6 separate regions of the Mus musculus genome follow, and regions 1, 3, 4, 5 and 6 are each linked to region 2. A link is a contact called in public HiChIP or PLAC-seq, capture Hi-C and promoter capture Hi-C data. All regions are on one chromosome and are shown on one strand. The core of a region is the stretch at or near the end of the contact, and the rest is flanking DNA. Distances in the headings are between cores, read along the strand shown. Region 1 overlaps Rerg (RAS-like, estrogen-regulated, growth-inhibitor). Region 2 holds the start of Strap (serine/threonine kinase receptor associated protein). Region 3 has its middle 19 kb from the start of Gm30055. Region 4 overlaps Rerg (RAS-like, estrogen-regulated, growth-inhibitor). Region 5 holds the start of Rerg (RAS-like, estrogen-regulated, growth-inhibitor). Region 6 has its middle 41 kb from the start of Rerg.

Evidence for each region. Promoter capture Hi-C pulls out the DNA fragments that hold promoters and counts their contacts. HiChIP or PLAC-seq counts read pairs in DNA pulled down with a chosen protein or histone mark. Capture Hi-C pulls out chosen DNA fragments and counts their contacts.
Region 1: a contact with region 2 is called in a promoter capture Hi-C map of stem cell-derived epiblast-like cells, with 2.9 times the contacts expected there. The contact joins the enhancer-like site here to the promoter of Strap in region 2. A contact is called at or near these places in 7 of 39 promoter capture datasets (the 3T3-L1 cell line, 3T3-L1-derived adipocytes, cranial neural crest and 4 more), 1 of 115 datasets of contacts at active chromatin or transcription factors (embryonic stem cells) and 1 of 9 other capture datasets (embryonic stem cells).
Region 3: a contact with region 2 is called in an H3K4me3 HiChIP or PLAC-seq map of embryonic stem cells, with 14 times the contacts expected there. The contact joins the enhancer-like site here to the promoter of Strap in region 2. A contact is called at or near these places in 6 of 39 promoter capture datasets (the 3T3-L1 cell line, embryonic stem cells, hippocampal neurons and 1 more), 5 of 484 Hi-C or Micro-C datasets (the G1E-ER4 cell line, embryonic stem cells and palatal mesenchyme) and 7 of 115 datasets of contacts at active chromatin or transcription factors (embryonic limb bud, embryonic stem cells, epiblast stem cells and 1 more).
Region 4: a promoter capture Hi-C map of trophoblast stem cells shows a contact between it and region 2, with 4 times the contacts expected there. The contact joins the enhancer-like site here to the promoter of Strap in region 2. A contact is called at or near these places in 6 of 39 promoter capture datasets (the 3T3-L1 cell line, 3T3-L1-derived adipocytes, hippocampal neurons and 2 more), 5 of 484 Hi-C or Micro-C datasets (cardiomyocytes, cerebral cortex, nephron progenitors and 1 more), 3 of 115 datasets of contacts at active chromatin or transcription factors (all in embryonic stem cells) and 1 of 9 other capture datasets (embryonic stem cells).
Region 5: a contact with region 2 is called in a capture Hi-C map of embryonic stem cells, with 4 times the contacts expected there. The contact joins the promoter of Rerg here to the promoter of Strap in region 2. A contact is called at or near these places in 4 of 39 promoter capture datasets (cranial neural crest, embryonic stem cells, pre-B cells and 1 more), 15 of 115 datasets of contacts at active chromatin or transcription factors (cardiomyocytes, differentiating embryonic stem cells, embryonic midbrain and 7 more) and 1 of 9 other capture datasets (embryonic stem cells).
Region 6: a contact with region 2 is called in an H3K4me3 HiChIP or PLAC-seq map of neural progenitor cells, with 13 read pairs. The contact joins the enhancer-like site here to the promoter of Strap in region 2. A contact is called at or near these places in 16 of 39 promoter capture datasets (the 3T3-L1 cell line, 3T3-L1-derived adipocytes, the HPC-7 cell line and 10 more), 4 of 15 datasets of contacts at CTCF or cohesin (the NIH/3T3 cell line, large pre-B cells, pro-B cells and 1 more), 110 of 484 Hi-C or Micro-C datasets (the 3T3-L1 cell line, B cells, the Ba/F3 cell line and 59 more), 24 of 115 datasets of contacts at active chromatin or transcription factors (the NIH/3T3 cell line, acute myeloid leukemia, astrocytes and 18 more) and 3 of 9 other capture datasets (adipose tissue, embryonic stem cells and liver).

Annotation. Positions count from the first base shown.
Region 1 is chr6:137,132,459-137,136,957 of GRCm38.p6, reverse strand. The region is part of intron 2 of Rerg (RAS-like, estrogen-regulated, growth-inhibitor); the gene reads left to right. Among named protein-coding and RNA genes, the nearest start is that of Gm38914, 8.0 kb to the left of the region's middle. Within about 2 kb of position 1,292, at least 63 of the 459 cell types and tissues checked have an H3K27ac peak or open chromatin away from gene starts, as enhancers often do. A contact at or near this core is called in hippocampal neurons, where this site is marked.
Region 2 is chr6:137,731,782-137,736,480 of GRCm38.p6, reverse strand. Strap (serine/threonine kinase receptor associated protein) reads right to left here and starts at 1,399. Exons shown (of 10, transcript NM_011499.3): 1 at 1,015-1,399; 2 at 16-151. The coding sequence starts at 1,126.
Region 3 is chr6:136,997,036-137,001,757 of GRCm38.p6, reverse strand. No RefSeq gene overlaps it. Among named protein-coding and RNA genes, the nearest start is that of Gm30055, 19 kb to the right of the region's middle. Within about 2 kb of position 1,512, at least 22 of the 459 cell types and tissues checked have an H3K27ac peak or open chromatin away from gene starts, as enhancers often do. A contact at or near this core is called in embryonic stem cells, where this site is marked.
Region 4 is chr6:137,113,126-137,118,097 of GRCm38.p6, reverse strand. The region is part of intron 2 of Rerg (RAS-like, estrogen-regulated, growth-inhibitor); the gene reads left to right. Among named protein-coding and RNA genes, the nearest start is that of Gm52923, 3.5 kb to the right of the region's middle. Within about 2 kb of position 2,982, at least 2 of the 459 cell types and tissues checked have an H3K27ac peak or open chromatin away from gene starts, as enhancers often do. A contact at or near this core is called in trophoblast stem cells, where this site is marked.
Region 5 is chr6:137,166,874-137,171,641 of GRCm38.p6, reverse strand. Rerg (RAS-like, estrogen-regulated, growth-inhibitor) reads left to right here and starts at 1,924. Exons shown (of 5, transcript NM_001164212.1): 1 at 1,924-2,162.
Region 6 is chr6:137,208,185-137,212,784 of GRCm38.p6, reverse strand. No RefSeq gene overlaps it. Among named protein-coding and RNA genes, the nearest start is that of Rerg, 41 kb to the right of the region's middle. Within about 2 kb of position 2,569, at least 19 of the 459 cell types and tissues checked have an H3K27ac peak or open chromatin away from gene starts, as enhancers often do. A contact at or near this core is called in colorectal tumor organoids, neural progenitor cells, oligodendrocyte precursor cells and 2 more, where this site is marked.

The sequences.
Region 1 (4,499 bases), core at 43-2,542, 600 kb after region 2:
GGTGAGGTATGGTAGAAGGGGTTAACTCAGTGGGCCCATGCCAAGGCATCTTGTCCCCCTGAGGGACCAGCCACACGATGGTATAGTATAGAATAGAGGTTATTCAGGGCATGGGGAGAGGAGATAAGAGGGTAGTAGAGGCAGCAAAATCAGATAGAAGGAGAGAGTAGAGAAGTAGAGGCTGGCCATGACCACGTGGAGAGATGGGGGAAGGGAATGGGGAGAGAGGGGGAGCAAGGAGCCAAGAGGCAAGAAAGCAAGAGTAAGAGAGTAAGAGGAGGGGGCAAGCAGCCCGTTTTATAGTAGACCAGGCCTACCTGGCTGTTGTCAAGTAACTGTGGGGTGGAGCTTAGACAGAATGCTAACACTTCCTGTTTAGGGACCCAGTCCAGTTCTGCTCCGGTACTGGATAACCAGAGCATGGTGATCTCCGTTCTTATTCTCCAGGCCCTCATTAAGCTGCTATTTATATATTTTGTGACAGTGCAGAGATCACTATGCAGTCTTATAAAACTATACATAAGATTCACTTCTGTGGAATTCACTTCATACTACTCAATAAAACGCATCAGTGTATTCAGTTTCCCAGTAGAAGACAGTCAAATGGTCACGAAAGAGCAGTGAATATTCATTAGCCTCATTTGCATACGTGCTGGAATCGGGAATTCCAGTTTAAAGTGGGGGCAGCTTAGCAATAGCATTTGTGACCTTGGACCTGGCGAACCTGCTGGCTTCCAGTGCAGTGCCACTTGGTCTGCGCTGGCTGTAGTTGTGTGGGTGTAGCCAGCATCTGCTTTAGTTTGGGGCTACATTTACTTGAGGGCACATCGTAAGCTTTACTCTCCCCCAAGAAGAGTGTCTTACGTACTGTTCAGTATTGCGCCTGATCTTATTTGTTGTCTCGAGAGCTGGCTCCACCACCTCTCAAAGGTCAGTTTTTAGCAGTCTATTTTTACCTCTCCTCTCTTCAACAAGTGATGTCCGTCCCAGCTCCCAAGTTGGCCTCGGATGGTGGAAAAGCTCCCCAGGGCTGAGACTGGATTAGTGAGAGCTGACCCAGACAGTCTAACTATCTCCGTGGGGATCTTAATTGAAACCAATCTCTCTCTTCGTGCTAATGTTTTCCTAATAGGAAGAAAAGGAGGACGCCAGAGCCAGTGTCCAGCCCCGCGTCCATTTTCTGCTCAGCGGTGAAGTTAACAGGAGCCTTTCCTGAGTACTATGTACTGGCTGGGAATCTTTAGACTGTCCCCAGGGCCATCCACTTGTCTCAGCTGCTCCATTAATCTCTGGGAAATCCCCAGCGCTGCAACTGTCACTGTGTAATTAAATGCTTTGTTATTTTCTGCATGGCCCTGTACTTTGGCAGCATATTTTTATTAAGAGCGGGGCCTGTTATTTGTCATTTGCCCCATATGGCTGTGCAGTAACTGCTTCGTGATATCTCTGCTGTGCTCATTTCTTCTGAACTAAGCAGTTTTCTCTTCTCTCTTTCCTTCTGCTTTTGTTCTTCCTTCTATTCATTTATACATGCACACACATACATACATACATACACACATAAACACACAGAGAGATAGACACACACATACACATACAGACACACACACACAGACACACTGATACACACAAACAGGCACACATACAGACATACCCAGACATATACACAGAAATACAGTTTGTACAAGCACACATACACACGCATACAGACACACACAGAGACACACACACATGTTTTGTTTTGTTTTGTTTGGTTTGGTTTGGTTTGGTTTGGTGTTTGGTTTGGTTTGGTTTGGTTTGTTTGGTTTGGTTTGGTTTGGTTTGGTGGGATGCCATTCTGTGCAGCCCCTGCTGACCTAGAACTCATTCTGTAAACCAGGCTGGCTTTGAACTCACAGAGATCTGCCTTTGCCTTCTGAGTGCTGGCTTCAAGGTGTATACACACCTTTACTGTGCACGATACTGAGTGTCGTAAGGATGTGCACAATACAGTCTATGATGTACTTGGAACGTGCCTTTTCTTTTTATATTTTCTTGCTCATCTTTCTTACTCAGAGCCAGATCCCCTAAGGCATTAGGTCAGCATCAACTGGTTTCTTCTTGTTTTTCCTTCTAATCTCCTCCGAGAAGGAAATGAAATTCGAAACATTAGCGTTAAATATGCTGTCATGTGACCATTACCTATAAGGTTAATCTTTAAATTGAGCACATGACCCCCAAATATCCAGATACCAAACTGTAGAAAATTCTGAATAAGGAAAACAAGAACTATTTAACTTCCTGATGTTGTTATTGTCTTAGTAATTTCTTAACCGTCATAACAAAGGCCATGTATCCCTATAGTGAGGAAAGAGTTTAAAGCCAGTATTTTTACCTGGAAGAAAAAATTTTCCTGTGGCCTTCAGTCACTGCTTAAAGACAGTGCAGCTGCTTCCAGGCAGCTCCTTGGCAGACTTTTGTCACACAATGCCTTTCTTACTTTGGTGGGAGGTGTGGGTGCCTAGAAGCAAATGGCCTACTCTGAATTAAGGACAGGCTCTGCTCTACTCCCCACAGAGAAGCTTTCCCACCTATATTGTCCATTGATCCTCAAGCTTGGAGGGGACTTTGCGATTATGTTAGAACCACACCCCAGGCTGCTGTGAGGGGCGGGACTGGGAACAGGAGTGGGGACAACACAGTCACAACAAGGGAGGTATTCATGAGGAGGATGGGCGAGAAACCCCTGCTGCTGATACAAGCCATTACATAGCCAGCAGTTGGATTTGTTATCTGTCTAGAAATCTTATTTTCTTAAAGGGAGATGGCATCAAGGAGCAGAAATGCTTATTCTCTGGGGTCAGATCTCAGCAAAATGTGACCCTGATGCCTCCAGGATCTCAGTTCTTTCATTAAAAAAAAAAAATTCAAAGTAATGCCACTCATTCCATATGTTTGTCATCGAGCTTAATGGGGTCAGAGTGAAGCTCTTCCTAATGACTCAACATGTAGGCATTATGCTTAGGGTGTTGTCTAGAACTCCCAAAGCTCTCCCCTCTCAGGGCCCACAGGTCGCACAGGTGGGCCTGTGTTCATGTTCTCCTCTGTACTTTCATGGTTTTTCATGGTTCTCCTAGCTATGGCCTCTCTTCCTTTGACAGATTGGTTGGTAAGAGTGATATCTATCCAGTGGCTTTCATCTTGCATTCTAGAACAATCGAAGCACAATAAAAGGAACCAAGTAGACAGTCAAATAACCCTTCTAGTGAGTGAACTAATGAGAGTTATCTTGCTCTGACAAACGGTGTGTCTACGTGAGAGACTAGCAGGTGTCAGAAAGGGAAGATGCTAGAAACCAGTTTTGAAAAGGCAGAGATTGGGAAGATGGGAAGGAGGGAGTGAAGGAAGAAAGAAAAGGAGGAAGAGAGGGAGGGAGGGAGGGAGGGAGGGAGGGAGGGAGGGAGGGAGGGAGGGAGGGAGGGAGGGAGGGAGGGAAGAAGGGAAAAACAGTGAAGAAAGAGAACGGTCTCTCCAGTGCCCGTAATCTCTGATGGAAAGGTCGTTGTTTATGTCCCAAGGGCACAAAATTTAGGTCACCTCACCAAGGAGCTTCCTCACTCTGACCGCCCACTCACTCATGGAAGAAACTGAAAATCTTATAGCATCCCCTAGATCTGGGCTCCGCACTTATTGATAGTGCCCTAGGGATTCAGTCGTGAGCCAGGGTGTGGACCCATTGCTGAGATTAGTGCCTGTCTTAGGTTCTTGCCCACAGGAGCTAAACGTCTGCTTGTAAGTCTATGGCTGAACCTTACATTCATTCCCAGCCCCCTCGTCACTCCTGAGAATAAGAAGAAATCACAGGATTTCCCCAAATCCTGAATTAATCATTCCTACAAGACTTCAGAACAGACAAGAACAACTAACTTCTTCAGGGAACGAGCCTTTGTTATCACTATTTGCGCTGTAAACCAGTCTACCCTGTCAAACTAACACACTAGTAAGTTCTTATGGTTTTTAGAAAGTCCCAATGCTGTGGGACAGAAAATGGTGCTGCATCGTGTGGAAACAGAGCTACGAATTGGCTGTTCCTGCCAAGTGACCATTGAGATGTCTTATTACCATGGCCAGAGAAAAGAGATGGCCAATGACTCTTCCAAGTAGAGAGTGGCTATTTGATATTCTCCCAACCATTGTTGTCAAGTTAGTTATTGATCTCAATGTAGAACTGTACAATACTCACATAATGGGGGTGAGAATCCACATGGATCATGGTAGCCTTCTTTCCTAGATATGAAGGGGTTCATGGTGGATGGTGAGGTGAGGAAAGGGGGAAGACAAGATTCGTATTAATTTCACCCCTCAGTCCTATCTTGGAAGCTAAGGGATTCGGATGGTATCAGTCACTCCTCTCATCGCTGTCTCAGACACGGACTCATGGACTGGAGGAATCCAGTCATGTCAGAGAATACAGACATGAGTGGCTCGGTAGCTTCAAAAGTGTGTGGCTTCTACCATAA
Region 2 (4,699 bases), core at 150-2,649:
TTTTGTTACACTTACGCTGTGAAGTCTGCAGCTGCTGTCGCAGCTTTGGTGGCATCCTTATTCAATGTTGCACCCCAAACAGCACCTTTATGACCCAAAAATGTTCCAATCCAGTCTCCTGTATCTCCCTGGCGGAGCATGGGCTTGCCATCTAGAAAATATTTTCAGACATCTGTGATTTAGAAGCATGCAACGTAATACCAAATCCTGAGCAGCAAACTACTGGAAAACCGTTGTTCTGACTGCTCCCCCCTACTCCCATTAAGCCGTGGGGGCGTGGGGGAGGGTGTCCCCATCCTGGTCTGTGCATATGGTCTCAGTGACCTAGGGACTAAGGAGTTGTAGCCACTCTTCCTGGGAAGCATAAGCAATTTTGGGACCGAATGAGAGGCCTCCCTCATCACCTTTGCAAACTCGGATTACAAAGCAACTATAAAGACCTGGGAAACGCTCTTCCACAAGACCTGATTCCGATTCCCAGCGCCCACACGGAGGCTGACAACAGCCTCTAACTCCGGCTCTGGACAATCTGATGCCTTCCTCTTGGGGCACCCCTTCACACAGGTACAAGCATGCATAGAGACAACACAGGCACACATAAATAAAAACTTCTGAAAAACCGTGGGCTGGATGCCAGTGACATGCGGTGTCAAAACGATCTAGATAGCCGCTTTTTACTTTGGACCACATAAACCTAACGTACACTTTCGTCGGGGAAAAAAAAAAATGAGGCTCACACCACAAAGGATGAAACAATGAGTGAGAGGACATAAAGGGCACTCCTCTCGGCCTGGCCTAATTTCTTCTTCCCGTAAATCCTTGGCAAACACAATGTAGTTGTGTGGGTAGAAAGGCGAGGTGTTGGGGAGCACTAACAACGGTGGGGAGGAGGGACGCATAAAGCCCGGCCAGGGGCGACCCTCTAGTCCCAGCAGCGCGATGGCTGTCGCTGGCAGCCACGACCCACCCACCCGTCGGCACTCGGGAGCCGCGGCCGTCGCGGGCTCAGCTCACCTTTGCAAGCGCTGATCAGAAAGTAGCCGTAAGGCGTGATGCCGCTGAAGGCCAAATCCACCACGGGCCGCGTGTGGCCCGAGCAAGTGAGCGGCGTCTGCCTCATGGCCATGGCGGCGGCGAGCGCGGTGACGCGGAGCGGGGACCGAGGGTCGCGGTCGTCCTCCTTCTCTGCCGCGGCGCCTCAGGCTGCTTGAGGCCCCCGCACTCACGCCGAAGGAGGCCGGCTCCAGAGTCCCCGCGACTCGCGGCCGCCAAGGGAGGGACAGGGAGGGAGGGAGGAGGGGAGGGGAGCGCCGGAGAGCCGGCCTGCCGCCACTCACGGTCCCTACCGGTAGCGGCAGGACGTGACGTCGCCCGACGCGTCGCGTCAGCCGGAAGTGACGACTGGCGGGAAGGCGGTAGTTCCCAGCAGCAGCGCGAGAAGCAGTGTGCGCAGGCGCGAGCTCGGAGACCGAACCCATGCTGCTCTGACGACGTCAAGCGCGCGGCGTCCCGTTGCTACCCAGTGTTGGGAGCCGCCGAGTCCGTCCCTTGTAGGATGCTGTTGTAGAGTTGTAACCTTCTCATTGCTAAGCTACAGACACACTTTTCCATAATCATCTCACATCTAACTGCCTACCCAGTAGCAACCATTCTGTCGCTCTCCTTCCCACCCCCCTCCCGGCATACACCGTCACAACTCACAAACAGTAATGACTTCCCTAATAGAGTGGTTATGCTAACAACATTTATATCCTGGTGACAGATAAGTGACTGGCGTTTAGTGGATGGCCAGCAAATGCTTATTTGCAAGTGGGAAATATTCACTTAGTGCTCAGCAAGGATCCGTGACAACCTAACTGATAAGGGCTCTTTCAGTGGCTCTAGCAACTATCACTGCGGCTGGGGAGGGAGAGACCCCAGTCTACTGGGCTAAAGTTCTTGCCATGTAAGCATGAAGTGTGATACCCAGTACCGACAAAAAAAAAAAAAAAGCTATACATGGTGTGATACATGCTTGGAATGCAGCACTGAAAAGATACCAATCCCTGCCAGCCAGCATAGCAATCAGTGAGTTCCAAGTATGAGTGAAAAACATCTCAAAAACAAAAGAGTGTAGATGCATCTGGACCAGTGAGCCATTCTTCACTGAGAGGCTCCTGAGAGGAGGGACCGAACGGATCAGAAATAAAGAAGACAGGAAAGTTGGGGTCAGGAGGTTTTCCCTAAAACTATGTCTTATGCTAAGCTAATTTATTAAGATGTACAGCATCTTATATACTGTTTGTATGGGGAAAATGGAACAGAAAAACCTATCATACAGTGGGACGAAGTCATCAGAAAGCTAACCAAGCAGTGTTGCACAAAAGGAACACAGAATACTTCATGTGTGCCACAGACCAAGCACACACTGGCCTGGGACTGACTACTCCAGTCTCTTTAGGAGGAAAAGTCACGTTCTCACAGACTGAAATCTTAACTCTGGGGGGCCTGGTTCCAGACTTTGCTATGTCTGACCCTGGTCAAAGGCATAGAGTTGGTATCCCCTTTCCCCTTTCTGAAAGCCTCTTGTATCAGCCTGGAACCTAACAGTGAATGGCTCCTGGGGCTCCTAAGACTGACTTCTGCCTACCACACATGCACACACTACTTTTAAAGTGCATATCAAGCATATGTTGGCATTATAATAGACACTGTAGAAGTGACACAAATCCTCTCTACATGAAGAGATCTATGGGTGGCAAAAATGCTCTGTAGATCACTGTGAAAGAAATTCCACAAATAGGCTATCTGAAAATAAATGAAGGTGGATGCCTACTTCATGATAGATAAACTATTCACACACCATGATTATTAATTTGGGATCTTATTATGCTCATTGTTAATCATACCTTTGGGATTTGGTCATCTGTTAGGGCTTCTTTAAAGCCCTATTTTATTCTGCTTTTATTTTTTTTTCTTGATATATAGTCATTGTTCACGGTTACGGAATAGAGTAGTATTTTGATGATTGCAGATCAAATCAAGGTGCTAAGCATAGCCATTACCTCTAAGGCTGTGACTCTAGTGTCTCCTGGGGGGTTTGTTGTAACGGAAGGTTCTGTCTGCAGGTGAGAGTACAGGGAAGCAGGAGAAATGAAAAGGCCTAATAAGTCTTTGAAATAGAGCAGGGAAATGTAAGCTCTCTCTCTCTCTCTCTCTCTCTCTCTCTCTCTCTCTCACACACACACACACACACACACACACACACACACATCTTATATGGCAGTATAAGCTCCTCCACACGTTTTTACTGTGATTGCTAAAGTTAAAAAAAAAAGATGAAGCCTGTGTGTGCATGCTCACAGCATGGCACGGTACTTCCTACTCGTGGATAGCAGAAATGCCTCTTTGTGACCTGTGACATTGAGCTTATGTCAAACCACAGGAATATCTTCCCCAGGCCCTGGTCATATGAGGCTACCTCATCCAAATAGTGATTATGCCACCATAGGCATCCCAGGCTACCCACACTCAAAGGTACAGGCAGACTGTACAGAGCATCTGTGCTTGGGGCTGGACTCTTAAGGGCTATTTTAGAATTCTGCCTATAATTGAGGATGCTCTTGGAGAAGACTGAAATTCTGCCAGGGGCCAGCCCTGGTGGGATCTTCTTTCTTGTTGGTTCTTCTTGAGGCAGCAGAGGGTAAGACTTTGTCTTAGGAGGTACAGATTAATCCGAGGCCGACCATCTCAGGAAGATCACCTGCTAGTTAATAGCTTGTCCTATTATGGCTCCTGACTTTGTCTTAGGAAATACAGGGGTAAGACTTTATCTTACAAGATATTTAGGGTTTCTGTATAGTAATAAAAAGTTTACTATTCTAAGTTACTACGCTACTGTAGCTGACCTGCCTTCTGTGTTCCTCTGAGACCAGAGACTGCAGTCTTAGGCACTTAGCATCTCACCCTAAAACAGCAGGAGATTAAGTAAAGGATTAATGGTTAGAGCCTTTTCCCTTTTGTCCTGACGCCTCTTGCATCAGGAAAGTTTGGAGCAATAAACTTCTATTGAACCAGGAGAAGAGAATAACATTTGCATAAGCAGATATGCATAAACATATGCATAATGCCCTATACTGATTCACACATGCTCATTTATACATTTCCATTCAAACAAGTTGGGTTCAGCTTGCATGCATTCTCACAATTACATACTTACACACACACACACACACACACACACACACACACACACACACACACACACACATCCCATACTTACATATGTGCATGAAGCAAAAGACCAAGCACCAGGGCAGAAAGAACTCCCTCATTCTGGATGAAAAAATGCGCTCCAATCTTTATTGCATACAGAAAGAAAGAGCTTCTACCCTTTTGATGCTAAATGAATTAAACCCAAGTTTGTAAGAAGAAAGCTTTGTTTCTTTTAATAAAACTAAACCTGCCTTGTTACTAAGAAAGGACCTGTTCTGTCCCATGATAAGGAGAAGCTTGTCTGCTCCTTCTGCTCTCTGCAGCATCCTCTTTTTTCCTCATTCCCTCTGCATTCTGCACATTGCTCTCTTAGTATTTTATGTTGACCTATAGTTTCTAAGTTATTCCACTCTGCACTCTCCTTCCAATCTTGCTCTGATGTCACAGTAATGCTCTTACTCCTGATGCCTTTTCTCCTGATGCTGTGCCTATACTTCTAAGTTCT
Region 3 (4,722 bases), core at 263-2,762, 730 kb after region 2:
TAAGCCCCACCCACCCAGGAACCAAGTAACTTCCTGGAATGCTGGGAGTTGTAGTTCTTAGAAAGTAACAAAGCCTCATGGGAAAACATCATGGCCTTTCCATTTATAAGCCCCTGCAAAACTCAGCTGACCAAAACCCATCTTGGCTAGTATTTAATTAGAAGCTTGGCTGAAGTGGTGAAACTGGTTTTTCTCCAGCGAATTTCAGGGGCATTAGACATTCCACTTATTTACTTTCCTCCACCATTGAGCTGTGAGAAGTCATATTCCTTTCTCCTGTTTGCTTTCTCTTAATGAAGCAAAGGGTATAGCAGCAGTGAAATGCATTCCAACTTCCAGTGCAGCCCCCATTACATCGTATTGCAAACTCCTTGAACTCAAGAGGAGACAGCCTATATAGGTTTTGCTTTCTTTTTTTCTTTCTTTTCTTTTCTTTTCTTTCTTTCTTTCTTTCTTTCTTTCTTTTTTTTTTTTTTTTTTTTTGATAAATACAGTTAAGCGTACCCTCCTTGCCACTATGTCTATCTGTTATGAGGATAAAAGGGAAAATGACTTGGGGTGGAAAACTATGGCAGAACCCCCCCTTAACAGGAAAAGTTTTGCGGGGGGGGGGGGGAGAAAAAGTCTTTCTGAAGGCCATCACCCAGGTGAGCCTAGCTGCAGAGCAGGGACTGCCTAGTTCTGCTTTAATCTTCCTGCACGGACAGGGATCTCTCTGAATTGCTCTCCCAATAACTGGCTTTTGTGAGCACTGTTGAATCTGATTATATTCTGTCGCGCTAGGAACATCAAGACAGCTTAGAGCCTTTGCACAACCCCACCCCAGTGTAATTCCGTGCTCAGTCCCGGGCTACAGCAGAGCTTCGGTTGTGTCAAAGGCGATCATGGATCACCTGTTCACTCTGCTGCTTTCTGTGTCTCTGACAAAGGACCCGAGCTCTGTGAATTTGTTCTGTCTCATTGTCCCTGATAGAGATGTATTCTTTTCTCTCTCTTTCAGATTTGGCAGAAAAACATTGCCCGAGGCAGAGATTACTCTTATCGGACTTCTTTTCTGTAGCATTTCCCCTGATATGGCTCAGTGTAGAGAAGATGAGGCCAAGGCTCTCACACAATAGAGCTTTAAAATAACTAACAACGATCTGCCTTGTACATCTCGGTTGAAGTAGAACAGCTTTCTCTCTCTCTCTCTCTCTCTCTCTCTCTCTCTCTCTCTCTCTCTCTCTCTCTCTCTCTCTCTCTCTCTCTCTCTCTCTCTCTCTCTCTCTCTCTCTCTCTCTCTCTCTCTCTCTCTCTCTCTTCTGAGACAGGGTTTCTCTGCATAACCCTGGCTGTCCTGGAATTCACTTTGTAGAGCAGGCTGACCTTGAACTCAGAAATTCACCTGCCTCTGCCTCCCGAGTGCTGGGATCAAAGGCGTGCGCCACCACGCCCGGCATAGAACAGATCTCTTAAAATGAAGGAAAGCATTTGGCATGTTAAGTAAGAAATTTAAAGTCCAAAGCTCTTTCCCATTGTTCCAAATCCCCCTCCCCACCATTCCTACATTCTCCAAGGGGCCCTTAGAAGTGTTCACTTGTTAAGAGTTTGAATGTAGAGCCGGGCTTGGTAGCACACGCCTTTAATCCCAGCACTCGGGAGGCATAGGCAGACGGATTTCTGAGTTCGAGGCCAGCCTGGTCTACATAGTGAGTTCCAGGACAGCCAGGGCTATACAGAGAAACCCTGTCTTGAAAAAACAAAAACAAACAAACAAACAAACACCAAAAAACCAAAAACAAACAAAAAAAGAGTTTGAATGTAGAAGGCTCACAGCGCATGTGTTTTTGACAGTCCCAGCAGGTGGCGCTGTTTGGGAGGACTGAGGCGTCTTTACCTTGTGGTGCCTGGCTGGTGAGAATAGGGGATTTTGACCTGTCTGTGCCTGGTTCTGGCCTGTGTTCTCTGTTTACTATCTGTTCGCAGGTAAAATGCTTTGCCTTTTGTCTCCAGCACTCTAGAGCCACAGGGAGCAGTGGCCATCCTGCCATGGTGGACTGAAATCGCTCTGAAACCATGAGCCAAAAGAAGACCACCCTCCCCAGAGTTGCTTCTGAAGTGTGCTCGGTCACACTCCCACACTCCGGGGGGAAGTAGTTATGTCACTCTACATTCTCACATCAGACCTGTGCACTCCTCCGCAGAGTCCCCTCTTGGGAAGACAGACGGAGCAAAGGTAATATCCTATGGCTTCGGAACAGATTTAGAAAGCTCCCCAGATGCGTGTGGACAGAACTGAGTGGGACACTGTACAAAGCTGATAGGATCTTTAAGAGGTTGAGCCTAGAGGCAAGTCCTAACTCATCCGGGACATGCTGTCCAAGGGGGTTGTGGGATTCTGCATTCTCTGGCTCCCTGGACATGAGGTGAGTGGTTTTGCATCCCTAAGCTCCTACCACAGCGTGCTTCCTTGACAAAGGACAAGAATAATGGCACGAATCACTCAAGATCTGAGACTTAAAGCAGAGCTATCCCAAACCTTTTCTCTTTCTAAGTTTCACACACCAGATGCTTGTCACAGTGATTCAAAATGTGACTCATATTATCTCACGGGCAAGAATTCTTCCTTCCCAGTACACTGTAGGGTTTTCAAACCAGTGGGGATAGCTCATTTATCATCATCATTCACATCTTAATACTATTCTCAATGTGATGTTGCCATTAGAGTGGTCATCTTAGAAGATACACCAACCTTTTAACCCATTAACCCATCTCTTCCCCTCTTTTTATACTTATACTAATTACTGTGTGGCCATGCTGGCTAGTGTGTATTTCACTCCACACCAAACCAAGACTTTCAGGACTCTCCTGATCTCAGCCAACCTTCCTCTGTATATCTGACACTAGCATTCAGTGTAACTCCAGCTCCAAGAGATCAGATATTCCCTTCTGGTTTCTGTGGTTACCGGTATACAAGGCATACACACATACATACAAGAAAAAGAAAACAAGAAAGTATTCAGTAGCAGGACCCTCTGACTTGGAGGGTCCACACCCCATCCCTCCACAAATCTAACCACTAGATTCTAACCCTTTCCTTCTTCGAAGCTTGCCTTTGTGGGGGCTGAGTCTTGAGATCGGAGCATTTTGACTGAAATAAAGCAAATTATGGCAATTAAAGGCCTTGCCTACCTTGAAACCTTTTGCCATTCTTGGAGCCACTATTGGCTTTCTGCACTCTCTGCTTTCTTCCTTGAGTCACTGAATTGGGGTTTCTTACTATGAGATCTGAGAATAGCGATGGTTTGCACACAAGCTCCACTCTCTGGTTTTCGAGGGTGGAAACAGAGAAAGTACAAGAGGGGGAGGAAGGTTAGCATTCAAGCCAAAGCCAGAAACAAAGAGAACGCACTGTGGTGTCTCTGCGGCTGATGCCTGACTCCCACACTGCTGTATTCTACTGCAATTAAGCTCTCAGTTTCCAACTCTCTACAATTGTGCTCTCCAACGGCATTTCAGAAACAGGGAAGCCGGAGCCCATCGCACACCCTTATTTTTAGCATCTATTAATTGCATGAAGCAAAGGGCTCCTGTTGACATTTCCATACTTGCACATAATGTCCTTTCATCTACTCCCAACCTCCAGCACTCTTGTGATCTCACCTCCCTCTCGCCTCCCACACTCACAATGGTCCCCTCTGTCCTTTTCTTCTTCTCCTAGATCTCAGAGTGAGAGAAAGGATGGGATACCTGCTCTTGTAAGATTGGCTTAATTCACCGAACGTGATGACCTCAGATTCCATTAGCTTTCTTGGAGGTGATAGAATTTTGTTCTTTATAGCTGAATAATTGAGTTTATTTATGTACTGTATTTTATTTCATCGATGGACATCAGAGATTATTTCATAATCTGATAATATGTATCATATTATATATTATATTTGTATATAACATAATATATACATATGTATATTTTCATAATATTGTGAATACTGCAATGGTGAAAATGGGTACTCGGGTGTCTCTGTGGCAAGCAGAACTCAAAATGTGCTTAAAACCTTAAGTAAGAATTGACACGCTGATGGGACTGGGCAGGCAGACTGATCAGTCAGCGAAGTGGTTGCTACACAGGCATGAGGATATGAGTTCCTCTTCCCAGCACCCACATACAAACAACAACAAAGCTAAAAGCAGGGTACACATCCCTACACTGGAAACAGGGTCCCAGGTAGATAGATCACTGGAGCTCACCAGCCAGCCAGCCTGAGGTTCCGTGGGAGACCCTGCCAAAAACACAAAGTGGAAATGGGTAGATCAACACACCCAGGGTATGCATGTATTAATAGACATATATGTGAATGCACACACACACACACACATGTATACACACCTACACAAAAGAAAAGGACACAAGCTTTGGAGATACTAGAGAAGAACATACAGGAAATACGTCACTCTGGGCATTGATAATTACTCTCGGAACGCTGCTGTATCAGCTCAGAAAATAACAGCAAGAACTGATAGCTTGCATTAAACTGAATTTAAAATGCTTCTGCACAGCAAATGGAGTGACCCACAGAGTAAAGAGACGGCTCCATAAAGGGAGAGGGGCTTTGGAGGAGTGTGCCAGGTATCCATCTATCAGGGGCTTAACCTCCAAAATGCTTGAAGAGTCCAAACACTGAAAAATCAGTCACTGGACATGTCACCTGGATACTTTTCAAATTGAGTTTAACATGTTGA
Region 4 (4,972 bases), core at 1,733-4,232, 620 kb after region 2:
GGTCATACGGTCCTTATAATTTTAACTTTTTTGAGAAACCTCCATAGTAATTTATAGAGGATGCCTTAGTTTACATGGCCACCATAGATAAATAAGGCTCCTCACATACATTCTTGCTTGCATTCCTTGATTGTTTACAATACAGAACACTGGCCAGGGAAGATGGCTCCGCTGGTAAAGTGTTTCCCTGGCAAATGAGAGGCGCTGGATGTGATCACCAGAGCCAATAACAAATAAAGAAATAAAAAATGCCTGTTACCTTAAGGACGAAAACCAAAGCAAACCGACTGCTAGGCTTTGTGAAACTCACGTGCAGTCTGCACGCTGGGGAGCTAGACAAAGGCAGATGGATTTCTGAGGCTCACTGGCCAGTCAGCCTGGCCTAACTGACAAGCCAGAAACAGTCTGTGTCTTAATGTAAGGTGGACAGTGTTCTTCAGAAACAACACCCAAGGTATCCTCTGGCCTCTATGTGCAAACACAGGAATGCATATGCACTGCCACACATGCACACACACGCACACACACGCATGCACCTACACAAACACACACACACATACACACACACACATGCACAGAAATACACACATCAACACACACGTACTCACTCGAGCACATATGTGAGCATGCACAAATCCACACAGTCATAGGCATACATGCAATGCACCAAATACTCTGCATGCCTGGTCTTACATCTGCTTGTTCTGAGCTCTTGTTTTGCAAATCTCTGACTTTATACACACACTCATTCCCACAGAACCTTTAGTCAGTGATGTGTCCCTTCTCATAAGAGTGCATGTGTATGCATGGCTTCTTTTAATATCCTTGGCATGTGGTCTCTGTAAAAACCAGGAGTTAATCATTTAGAAAGGAAGTCTGACAGTGCCCAGGAATTGGTGTCAGATACTTGCCCAGCTAGGAGCTCATAAAAATAAAAATTCTGTATACATAGGGATTTGCTGTGTTAGCATTCTCTAGAAGAATAGAACCAGTAAGATATACATGCGAAGTGAGATTAATTACAAGGAATGGCTTACATCATTGATTCCACAGTTGGCTATCTGCAGTTGGGGGCCCACCCAGGAGTCTCATGAGATGGTTCAGATTCTAACACAAGTGTGAAGGCCTGTGGACCAGATGCACCATGGACAGGAGTTCAGTGTCAAGCTCAGAAACAGACAGAAGAGAAAACCCTCCTTCTCTTTTCCCTGACCTAGTCAAAAGGAATAGATGCTGCCCACCTGGGAGGTGAGGGTGATCTTTTGTGTATATGTATATTTGTGTGTGTGTGTGTGTGTGTGTGTGTGAGAGAGAGAGAGAGAGAGAGAGAGAGAGAGAGGGATCACATGTTTGCATGTGTATCTATCTGTGTCTGTACCTGTGTCACGAGGCCAGCAATCCACCTCTGTCTAGGGACATTGCTGGGGATAGCCCCCAGCTTTCTTAAGGAGGTTCAGGAGATAGAAGTCAGCCACTCATGCTTGCCCAGGAGGCGCTTTACCACTTGGCCCATCTCTCCAGCCCAGCCACTGTCTCCTTGCTCAGCCTCTTAGTTCAAACCAGAGTCTTTCTGAAAACAACTTCACAGGCACACCTAAAAAAGACGACATTTAGTCAGATATCAGGGCGTGCTTTCATCAAGCCGAGGCAATGAGTGGAATTCAGCATCACATGCTTGTAGAGCCAGAAGGAACGCCACAGACCTGACAAGGTAGCTTCTCAGAACTCAATAGATGAGACCACGTCCAAAAGGGCAGTGCTACCGTCATTTGATTTTATTTTATTTTTTGCCTTGGTATCTCCTTGACTTGCAACCTTTCCTCAGAAGTTGTTAAAATAACATTATTTTCAACACAGAATGGTTTGTATATTAAAATAATATACCCTGAGGTTGGGGATATAACTCAGTTTGACGAGTACTTCCCTGGCATACACAAAGCTCTGGGTTTCAATATTGGTGGAGGCATGGAAATAAACCCTTTAGTTAGTTTGTGTCTTAGTTACTTTTCTATGGCTATGAAGGGACACTACGACCAAGACAACTTATAAATGAAGGCATTTGATTGGGGCTTGCTTGCAGTTTCAGAGGGTTAATTTGTGACCACCACGATGGGGAGCAGAAAGGTAGGCCTTGCCCTGGAGCAGTGGCTGAGAGCTCATGTCTGATCCACAGGCATGAGGCAGAGAGAGAAGTAGACTGGGTTTGGTGAGAGCTTTTGTAACCTCAAAGCCCACCCCTCGTTACACCTCCTCTCAACAAGGTGTAATTCCTCCTGACTCTTCCCCACCCGAGAAAAATTTTACCAACGAGCAACATCCAAATATGATCCTATGAGGGGCCAATCTTGATCAATCCATCACAGTTATCTCCTCTCTTACCTAACCAGTTGCTCATATAAACATGGTTTCCAACTGAGAGTGAAGGTAACACTGTTGTGTATAAACAAGGGAAAGAAGGCACTGTACATCTGTATTTCTCTCTCTGGAAACTGAGGGGAAAACACTAGCTGTAAACGGTTGTTGCAAGCTGACAGACGTGCATCTGGAAATGGCTGTGTAGAAGCAGAGCATTGTCGTGCTGCTAAGTGAGTGTGCGGCTGCCATCAATCTCCATCAAGCTCTGAACGGGGAAATGAGTGCTTGAGAAAATGCTCTGAGAGCTGAGCAGCCTGTGTGAAGTAACCAAACTAACCATGCATCGTAGGGAATACACTGTACTCATAACAGGACAGCAAGAAGGTGACCTTGATGCTGAAAGGTCAACAGTCTGAAGTGTACCACTCATGCTATCTCATCTTCTTCTGGTCAGTAAAAAATCCCCCGGAAGTAATTCACTTACTATCGGTTCCATCATATAATAAAAATACTCTGGGGAGTCAAGGTGATTGATTCCCCAAGGTTCTCAAACCAGAACGGACTGGCGCTAAGATGGAAGCTGAGTCTGCTTCCTTCTTCAGTGACAGATAATTGCAGTATGTCACCTTGGGACTCACATGGCCAACCGAGCTGTGCCAGAGGCTAAACGTGGCTTACAGTAACTGTGTTGTGTGCCTGAAGCTGCAGGAACTGCATCCAAGTCATTGTTTAAAAACCTGGAACCGGGGCTGGGGAGATGACTCAGAGGTTGAGAGCACTGGCTGCTCTTTCGGAAGTCAAGAGTTCAATTCCCAACACCCCATGGTGGCTCACAACCATCTGTAATGGGGACTGATGCCCTTTTCTGGCATGCAAATATACATGCAGACAAAACATTCATATGTAAAACACATTAAAAAACAAAGAAGCAAACAAAACACAAACAAACAAACAAACAAACAAGCACCTGGAAACAGCACATGATTCTTGGGAAAGTGGATCTTAGAAAAGTTAGGAATTGCACCTCTATAGTGTAGCCTTAAAGACTCATGTATGACAGTGGAGGACCTCAAAGTTCCTTGTGTAGCAGGAAAAACACTCACAAGACTGACTGGCAGGCATAATGAAGGGTAAACTGAAGATAAGGTGGATCTCATCTTCTCTCAGGGGCATATTTCCCAGTTATCATTCAACGTTCAAAGGTCAATCTGTAAATCTGTATTACCAGTCTGAAGGTCTTTGCCTTGATTTGGACAAAGAACCACTTAAGACTTTATGAGCCCAAGGGAGAGTAAAGATATGGGAGGGAGCAGAGCAGCATGACCTTATGTCTTCCTCAACCAGATGTCTACGTACAGAAAATGCTTTGTTTGGGTGTGGTTATCATAACTAGCTTATTTTCTAAGTTTGAATCCATTTCTACCACCCTTTAAACCTCATCTCATCTAAGTTCCATGAGACCCAACTCATAGGATCGCCTACTTCTGTGATGGATTTATGTGGTTATTTTAGGGATGCTCCTACAGAGATTGCTTTGTGTAGAGTGATGCTTAGTGTGTACCCAGATCACCTACCGGTAGCATGATCAGTTCCTAGGCCCCACAAAGTCCTGCTAAATCTTAAACTCGGAGAGTGGGGCTTGTGCCACGTAGGTGTCAGAGATTGCCAGAAGACTGGTGCTCCTGTACTTTAAGAACTCTGCTCCAGGAGAGGCAGGCCTATACTTACAGTTTGGATTGAGTTTTTCAATTGTAGAAATCTCTGTTCCCGCTGGTTTCTCTGAAGTGCAAACAGAGAGGGCCAGTTTTGAGGTTGGCTCCTTCCCAAAGAGACACACACATCCTAAAGTGAGTTTCGTCTCTGGAAGGTTCTGGTTTGTCCAGTTGGACTCATGTGGAAGGGAGAAGTACCCCCAGACATCTTTATGTGTGTCCTGTACTTTGCAAGGCGATCTGTCTTCTGCACCAAGGCTTGCTTCGCACTGTCTCCTTAAGAGGCCATTCCTTGTTTGCATGGCATTATTTTGTCATTGATGTTTTGAAGTTATATGATAAAAAGGCTCATGAACACATGGAATAACCAGATCTTTGTCAGGAGTACAGTGCTTAAATATAGCATTCAGAATAATAATGACAGTAATAAATTCTCTCTAAACATGGCATCTTAACACTTTCTTTGATTAACCATTTACACGTGTTAATGTGTCTCTGAGAAAGCACACCTTTTAGGGAAAGTTTACTGCAGAGGTTTCACCATCATCTTCACTATTATCATGATTGTCACCATCAGGAGGTAGGTCCAGAGCCTGCTTGAAATAGAAGATGATGCTGAGTTGTGTTTCCTCATCCCTTTTGTATCACACCTTCATAGCATTATGGGATGAATCAGATTGTGAGAGGTTTTAGTCCTACATCTCCCTGCAAGCCTGTAAGAGTACTTGTCACTTTCACCACCTTTCAAGCTTTCACCACCTTTCAAGCTTTCACCATCTTTCAAACCCAGGACTCACGACTGCATCTCTGTCTTTCCAGTCACCCTCCTGTATCTATTCTACCATACCTCATTGTGCACACAGCCAGGAAGGCCATACCATGCTGATAACATCGCAAGTCCCTTT
Region 5 (4,768 bases), core at 675-3,174, 570 kb after region 2:
GACTTGAAAGCAGAAAGCAGTTGGGGGCTCAACAGAGGGAGGATAAGGAAGGGGGCAAGAAACAACAAACATTGTTTGAAAAATGCTACAGTGAAACTTACTTTTTGTAGGCTAATAAAAACTTCAGAAGAAACTGCAGGAGCGCACACTAATGCCTTCCTTATTGAGAGAGGAGTGCTGGCTTATAAGGGCTATACAAGAGGATATGGAGAGACAGCTAATGGGACAAGATGAGAAAGGCTGCTCCCATGAAACCTGGCTTGTGAGCTTGTGACCTCTTCAGCGAGATCTATTGGATAGGAAAGGCATAATAGAAACTCAGACTTAAGTCATTGTAAAAGTATATACATATATATTGTATATACATTATATATATATTCTAATTTTTATCCTAGACATAAATCATAGATACTGCAAATATCATATATTTAAAATGTATCATCTTTATAGACATTTTTATCAAGTACTGCTCTACAAAGCATGACAGGAAAAGAAGGTAGGTTGAAACTTGACGATATTAATGCTATAAAATTCCACACAATTTGAATTTTATAGAATTTTGCATTGTCTACAAATATAATTTGTCTTCTTACTGTAGGCTCTAAGACCGTTTGTATTCCGAGATGCTGAAATCGCTGTTTCTCAAGGACGGGACCCATGTCTTCAAGTCCACACTAAATAGCTCTTCCAAGTTCAGTGGATAAACAATTTAGATGTATCATGTCTCAAATGGTCTTGTTGCATCCGTTTGATCATTGTGCAGCAGGCCCTGCAACAGGGGGAGAGCATGGGTGCACACACAGTACTCTTCCCCCACTCTTCCAGCCCCTGGAATGTCAAGGGTTAGCAGAACAAGGAGAAACTTGAGAGAATGCAAAGCAAGCCCAATACTGGCAGGGTGCTGGGGCATGTGGGAGGGAGTGTCACTGTAGGTCAGATCTGGGGTCCCCAGGAAGTCGGGGAGGGGGGATCTGGAAATTCACGCTGGATGTGGTGTGTTAAAGGTTTCTCAGTGAGTTATCAGGACACATGCTGAGGCTATCACAAGTCCAACCTCTTCATCCACCCTGCCTGCCAAGTCTCTGCCTCCACGGGGCAGAGACTTTCTTCCACCAGAGTGGCTCCACTGATTATTCCTATCGCCCTGGGCCCCTGCCTGCTCCTGTTGCCTAGCCTCGCTTTCAGTGAGTCACCAGATACCCTGGTAAGAAAACCCAGCTTTGGAATGAAAAAGGAGAAAGGCATAGACATTTCCTGTTGCTTTGTTCATGCCCACCATCGTCTTTGGGAATCCTTTAACCTCTCAGAAGCTCTCCTTTCCCTCCGAAAGACCAGCAATTACAATAGCCATGCTTACCTCCAGGGAGGTGAATATCAAAGGAGATGGGGGATGTAAGCAGGTCTTGCTTAGCTTAGCATAGCATGCATGTTAATTATCTTTGTTGAGGTTTGAACGGGATGGGGTTTGACGCCAAAGCAAATCTTATAAATGCTGGTCTTCCAGAGGGAACAGAGCACACCGGGGACTTTCTCATATATACAAATATGAATTTCGGTTAAATTTGGTGTTTATATCTTTGGAAGTATATTTGTTTCCGATCCTTTCCGGATTTTCTCCCAGCCATTTACTAGTCTTGGACCCGTTTATTTCTATCTTTTTTAAAAATCCTCTGCTTCCTCTCGAATATCATGAAGATAACTGAACACATTCCCAGGGCGTATTAGCAAGATCCTTTGAAAAAAGGCGTAGAGAACACTGCGTAAGTGATGCTTTTTAATCAAGAAAGGACTTAGCTGAAGCCTGCAGGCCTGGCGCTGAGCTAGGCTGGGTTGTGAGGCGCTCGGCTCGCAGACTGGTCCAGCAGGGGGCGCCCGGGCACCTCACTGCAGCATCTTGGTGGCGGAGCGCAGCGGCGGCTGGCCGGAGCTCGCGTCCTGCCGCAGTCTCTGCGCTGCTAGTCTGAGCGAGCGCGAGGGAAGAGACCCCGTCCGGGCACCGCACTTGCAGCCCCAGCGACTCCCAACCGCAATCGCGGCCCCCCAACTCTCAAACGCCTCCTGTAGCCCGCGTGGGTCAGGGTGGGAGAGCTTCCTAGTCTCCGCGGGCGGATTGCGAACTTGGAGAGGACCGCGGCTGTCTCCCCGGCCTGGACAGTGAACAGGTGAGTGACACGCACGTGTCCAGGTGGCTCCCTGAGGACAGGGTACGAGCCCCTGAGGGCTCAGCCCCTGGGTGAGTCCCGGTGGTCTCCGGGTCCCTCCCTAAGGGCGACTTTGGGGTTCTCCTGAGAGATGTGAACGCCAGCCACCAGGCTTGACAGCGCGTCCTGCGCCTAAGGCGTCCTTCCGAATTAGGGGACATCTGCTCTTTATGTGGAGCCTGTGAGCTGCAGAACATGCAGCCCACTGTGGGCTTGCTCCTGGCTGCAGGACCTGTTGATCTCAGGGTAGCGAGCCAGCCGGGGGGCTTGCGCAGTCACAACCTCTTTGGTGTGGCTGTTGCCTTGTGATAAGATGAAGGAAAATTCCTAGCAGAGAAACTGAGAAATCTTGATTTCAGGAGAGGTCTGACCCAGAGAGAAGCGATCTCACTCCACCACCATCAGACTGGATTCACTGCTGTCTTGGACAGCTGTGCTTTGCTTTCTTTCTTTCTTTTTTTTTTTTTTCTTTTTCTTTTTAGAAGGCCATAAAAGCATTAAAATGTAATTATAAAGATGCCCCCACTCGCCTCAAGAGGAAGTGGAAAACTCTGACCTTGATAAACACAGTCTGCGAAATGATTTATTAGGAGCAAAACCTTTTGCTAAGTAAATAAACAGATGGATGAAGCTTTAGAAACGCAATTGTCGTAGGTCTAACAGAGTCCCCACAGGTAGCCTCTTTGGTTAGTATACACCTAAGTGTGGAGGGAGTCAATGAATTCGACGATTGGTCAGTAGTACCAAATGAAACAACACACGTCTTTCCTTCACTCTAATGTTTCCTCTGATGACTTCATGCATACGGAAAAGCAACGCCTTTCATCCCCTAAATATTTAGGTGTGATTTTAGGATGGAAACTTGAAACTTGTTTGGTTTTGCCTCCGGGAAAGCAAATCTGCTCCGAGAGTGAACTTCAGGCCACGGCAGGAATAGTTCCTGTGTTTGAACCATTGAGTTTCCTCAGATCTGAGGGATAGAAGGTCTCTGGTTAATTCAACAGATACTTGCCTGTAGGTTACTATGACAACAATTGACACGTTGATGGTTTCCGTCAAATTTTCATGGGGAAATAAAATGTGAAGGCATCTTTAGAGGGCAGCGTTGCATCGCCCCCCCCTTTTCCCTAAACATATTAGGCGGCTGACATTAAGCAGCTGGATCTTTATGACGTCATAAATGGGGACACTTTATGACATCACAAATGGGACACTTTAACTAACATAATTAATTTCTCCTATGTGAGACCCGTGAGCTTCGGAGGCCAAGGGGAGTTGCTGAAATATTTGACTTGGCTTTAAAAACATATACTTTGATGCTTACTTTAAATGAAGACTATAGCCAGATTCTAGATGCATGGGGATGATACTTTTGCATGAAATGGCAAGTTATTGTCTACAGATGCTCCGTACACAAGCACGCTCTGTGTTTCAAAGAGCCAGCAGCTGTTTGTAAGTTAAAAAAAAATCTAGTAAACAAATTCAACATGCAAACCTTAAATAGAAGGGAGATATATAAAATGACAAATGAGGAATTTTGTTTTGACCCACTGTCTGCTTATAGGTGGACCAGCCTGGAACTCATGATGTAGTCTAAGCTGGTCTTGAATTCAGTATCTCCCCCCCCACACACACACACACTCCTGCCTCCCGAATGCTAGGGTTACAGGGCAGCACCTAAAGAAGGACTTACTTCATCTATAGCCAAAGAATGGGGTAGGACATTTAAGATCTTAGTTTGAGACTGACTACAAAGTTGCCGTTGTCTGTCTGGAGATGTTAAACCCCTGCCTCTTCTTCGCTTAGGAGCACCCACACCTTAGCAACCTGCACACCGAAATGTGTGAGGCCCATGTTAATGGCTCAGATACAGCAGAGAGAAAACAGAAGCCCACTCTTCCTTGTGGGCTATGTATCCAGAGGGAGCTCTGTTTTCTCTTTCCCCTTCTTGGGCTGTCTTTAAAAGCTGTATACCCAAACATTGGCTCAGACAGGGTCAGTTAGCACATTTAGGTAACAGATTGTGGTTAACCTCCCACCCCACCCCACCCCACCCCCTTTGATTTTTTGAGAAAGTTTCTGTAACCCAGGCTGGCCTCAAGTTGGCTTTGCAGCTGAGAGTGGCCTCTGAACCTCTTCCTAAATTGTGGAATTATAGGTGTGTGTCACCATGCCTGGCACAAATACAACTTTACAGACTAGAACAGTGAGTGACCTCTGAACTCCCGTGCCACTGAATTGATGTATATAAAGTGAGGTTTGGAGTTCATGTCAGCCATTGATGGAGTTCAGGCAGTGGGAGTCCCTTAGCCCGTGGGAAAGATGGGAGGTTTCTCATGGTTGGCTGTGCTAGGGGGCAACCACAGTGAACATATCCAGAGCTCTGTTGTGACAGCTTGTCAGGTTGTATGTCAAGTTGTGAAGAAGGGAACTCCGTGTTTTTAGTCATTAAAACAGTGAGTGCCTGGGGACAACTGTGCATATGGTGAGAGGGGGAGGGGACAGTCAAGACCTCAAGCAAGTTTTCTCCGTTGCTGTGTGGCCCCTAAAGAATGCTTCAACTTTTC
Region 6 (4,600 bases), core at 1,320-3,819, 520 kb after region 2:
AGCGCTCTGCTGCCTGAGCTCTGCCCCCAGTCCATAAGGATTTTGTTCTTGACGTCATCCTGCATGTGAGTGGACCCTAACCCATTGCACGCATCTGCCTTCCTTGCTGCATCTTATAGGCGCATGCATACAATGTCATGAGTCATTAATCTAAGAGTATCCACAGATGACAGGGGTGTCACCCTCCTCGCAGAAGAGCACCTGAGCTTCACCACCTCAGAGTCATCCTAGCGAGAAGACCTTAGGTTTCTAGAAGCTCCACCATCCTGGGGGAGACAGGTTGGGAGCCTGAAGTGCTGAAGACAGAATGCTTCACTGGGGTGATATTCAGTTATTTAAGTTTTAACTCGTTATCCACACTACCTTCCCCCTTCCTCTTCTTACGTCTCATTGTGGACATGTCCTTAGTGCTAAAGCAGAATGGGGAGCTGAGAGAAAAATTAAAAGTACTGCTGACTTTGAAACGGCCAACCAGAAATGGTTTTACACTAGCATTAGCATGGCTCTCCAAATGGAGCAGTAAAACGATAAATGTAGATTTTGAAAATCATACTTTTTATGATGCAATATTTTGAAAGGTATAATCCATGTGTTCATAAAATAGTATAGACAGTGGAATGGGAATATTAAGTCATATAAAGATAAATGTGTGCATACACACACACACATATACATGTATGCATATATATATACATACACACACATAAGCATATAGTTTTATCATGGTTTAACAGTGAGTTAGGCCATCAAACTCACAATTTCAGAGTACTTGCAGGACAGCAAGAAACCTCTTCTGCCTTTCCTTCCTCACTGGGTGCTACCCTGTGCCTGAAGAAGTCAGCAGACAGCTTGCTGGACTCTGTCCTCACCTTCCACGACGTGGATCTTGAAGCTGAACTCAGGATGTCAGGCACAGGTGCCTTTCCCAGAGCCATCTCAGCAGCGCATAATTGTTCTTGCCATTGTCATTTGCTTTTCTCTTTTCAAAAATGTTAGTTTGCAAGTTACTTTACAGCAGGCATTGGGCATAATTCTGTACTTTATATGCAAATGTAGAAGGATAATGTGGTCAGCAGGTTAATAGCAGAAGCCTGAGAAACAGCCTGTTGTGTTTTGTCAAGAGTTTCCGTGCTGTTAGGCCAAGTTCCAAGGAGGCCGAGCCAGAGCCAGGAACTTCTATTCAGGTGATTTATTGACATTTTGCTTATGAGCCTAGCCTTTAATAGCTAAGTTATCTCCCCAGCTCTTGGTGATTTATTGAATGAAGTATCTTCAGGAAAAACCATAAGAGGAGGAAGAGAAGAAGGAAGACAGGGGCAGAAGCTAGACAAGTCATGGTTTTAGGAAAACCCTAGCTTTGGATGTTAAACGTATATGATGTATGTGTGTGTGTTTTTGCATCCCTGAGCACACACATGTGCATGTGTGTACAGAGCCTGACATTGACATCAGGTGCATCCGGCGTTATTCTCCGTCTTATACCTTGAGGCGGGGTCTCTCAGTTGAGCCTGTAGCTCATACATTGGGCAAGGATAGCTAGCCACCTCGCTCCAGGGACTCCGTCTTACACTCAGCAGCAGTAGTGTGACAAGCAGTCCACTGTATTTACTCAGCATTAACCTGGATTCCAGCAGCCCAAACTCTGGCCCGCAGGGTCAACCCTTGAGCTGCTGAGCCATCTCTCCAGCTCCTAAGAATTTTCATTTTTCGGGGAAAGTTTCTTCCATAATTATCTCCCCTCCGGAGAAAATTGTTCAATGAATGCAACAAGGAAGTAAAGACGTTTCCCTGGCAAAAGGCAGAAAGACTTAACTGGCTTCCCCACTCAACCTGTTGTCAGTTACAAGAAGAGCATCATTTTCCCACAGGAAGAGAGCTGCGGTCACAAAACACCTGACAAAAGGCCTGTGTAGAAGCATTGGTCTACTCCAGGAACTATAGATGGAGTGAGAAGATCATACTGAGAACAGTGGTAGACACACTAAGGTGGTCATCTGTGGCCCAAGAAGGTCTTGATGCCAACCTGCAGCCACAATACTTTACTCATGGGAATTCCTACAGAAAGGAAAATTCAACAACACTCAGGGTCATCTCAACCCACTCCATCCTGTTGTCACATTGAGCAATGGCTGATTCTCCTGAGCCTGAAGCATCAAAGGATGTGAATAATGGACCACTGGGCTTGTCATAGCTAATGGGCACCTGCCCTGAGTGTCCAAAGATGGAGTTCTACTGGACTTAAACTGCCCAATTTCCATTTAGTCATCTCAAAAAAAAAAAAAAAAACTTTTCTTCATTGGAAGGAGGTGAATGTCACTGGCATACAACATAGACACTTTCAGAGAAAAGAAAGAGTAGACCCCAACTTGCAAGATACAAGGCTTTCCGGCAATGGCTGACCCACATTAGGGCATGCCAATTCATTGGCATAGACCACATATCTCGGCCTGATATTGTGTGAATACAAACCGGATGCATCTGATTAAGTGCTCCCAGGCCTGGTGTAATAATTGACTCACTGGCAGTGTGCCTCCTTCCAGCTATTCTGGGATCTGGGCTTGGAGCATTTGGAGTTTGGCACACTCACCTCAGAGGCTCTCTCAGCTGGGCCGGGTGCCAAGTGGCCATCCTCCTCACTATTCTACTCTCCTTTCTCGATTCTTCTCCATGTTTCCCCACAAACCATGCCTTGCCCTTCGGATCTCACCGTCTTTTGGTTTGGAAAGATGTTTCGGCTCCTCTGCTCAACCTGGCTGGTTGATTGAAAGCTGGGCAGAGGGCTACATGCGAATCAGATGGAGCTTGCCTTACCAAGGATGTTTGTTAAATGTGGTCAGTGACAGCCAGCTTGGGTCCCTGGCAATCAAGCAGGTAGAAACTATTTCCTGTTGTAGATGGTGCTATGTGCCTGAGAGATTAGTACCATAGTGTCCAGAGCTGGGCACATTCCATTTTGGCATTGTCACTTACAGACTGGGTCACCCTGAACAACGGACTCAGTTTTCCCTGCTTCTGTGTTGTCATCTGTAAAACGGAAATAATTGAAGGACCTACCGTGTAAGTTTGGCCGGAGGATTAAATGAGTTCACACTTATCAATGACCAGACAAATTTGCTTCCCCTTGCAAAGATGTTAATGAGAGTCGGTGAGATGGCTCAGCTAATAAAGGTGGTCGCCACCAAGCCTAATGCTCCTGGTTGGTTCTATGGAGACCCACATGGTGGAATGGAGACAACCCATTCTGGAAAGTTGTCCTCTAAGCCCCCCTCATGCCTCTCTGGTCACACAAGCATGCACACAAAGAAATTGTTATTGAAGACTATAAAAATGTTCTTCAAAGAAGGAAGTTAATGAGGTATCAGGGAATTTCCTTGACATTATTTGTATAGCTAATTTAATTATTATTTACATAGTACTCTGGTGCTAAGCAACTGAAAGGCTCCAGTATTTTAGCTGATGAATTCTTATCATAACCCTGAATTACGTTCTGTCTTGCAATAACAAAATTACAAAGCAGAAGATGGTACCTTGTCTGGTATTAAAGCATTAATTGGGTGGAGCAATTAAAAGATTGAGCTTGATTTATTCCTAATGGCTTGGAAAGATAAACAAGACATATCATGGAGGAGCGATTGGAAATCAGAGACAGGGTTGAAAAGCAACTGAAAGTCACAATATGAATGTAGAATCACATTTTATGCTTAAAAATTTATGTGTATAATCGTGTCTATATGCATGTAGAGGCTGTATGTATAAGACATTAGAGTATAGAAAAAATAGTTCACTTTGATGATAGCTGGCACAGAAGTTATTTTGTGGAAAGGAGCCACCTTTATTGAGAAAAGAGTTGTGCTCTGAGAAAGTGTGTCTCCCCGAGTCAAGGTCATTAGTGAAGAAGCAGAAGCTTATTATAAAAAAAGAGGGGGTGGGTGAGGCCAGGGCAGGTGTGGTGGGAGGGAGGGAGGGAGGGCCAAGGAAGAATGAGCACTCTTTTCTCCTAGGGACTCCTGGGAAGTAGTTAGCAGTGAAAACCCTTCAGTCAGTTCAGAGGTGGTTGATTTGATTGTCTTCTTGACAGGACCACAGTCACCTAGGAGACAAACCAGTTGCTAGATAAGATTGCCTGCCTGGGGTGCAAAGCCTACCTACCTTACTGTGAACAGCACCATTCTGTGATCTTAGACAACAGACTGGATAAAAAAGCAGAGAGAGAGCCTTGTGCAACAGCCTTCCAGTGCTGACTGGATACTTGCCTGCCGGTCTGTCTCGGTCTGTCTCCCGTGGCTCTCCCACTGTAAGGGAGTATGCATGCCCCCAGCTGTGAGCTACGATGCACTCTTTCTTCCTTATGCTTTTGGCTAGAAATTGTCCCAGCAAGGAGAAAGGTGACAAAGACTCCCAAATGCTTGGTAGAGTGGGTCTCCTTGTGTGAACTATAGACAGGGCTCTGATCAACCGCAGACTAGAAAGAGAACAAAATGAGGTCTTCACCTGGGAGACATATGGAAGTGTGTATGTGGGGGTGGGGGAGGGGGAGGAGGAGATGACCATGCTTGTAGACTCACACTTGTAAGTGTGCACTGCCAAAACACGGGAAGAA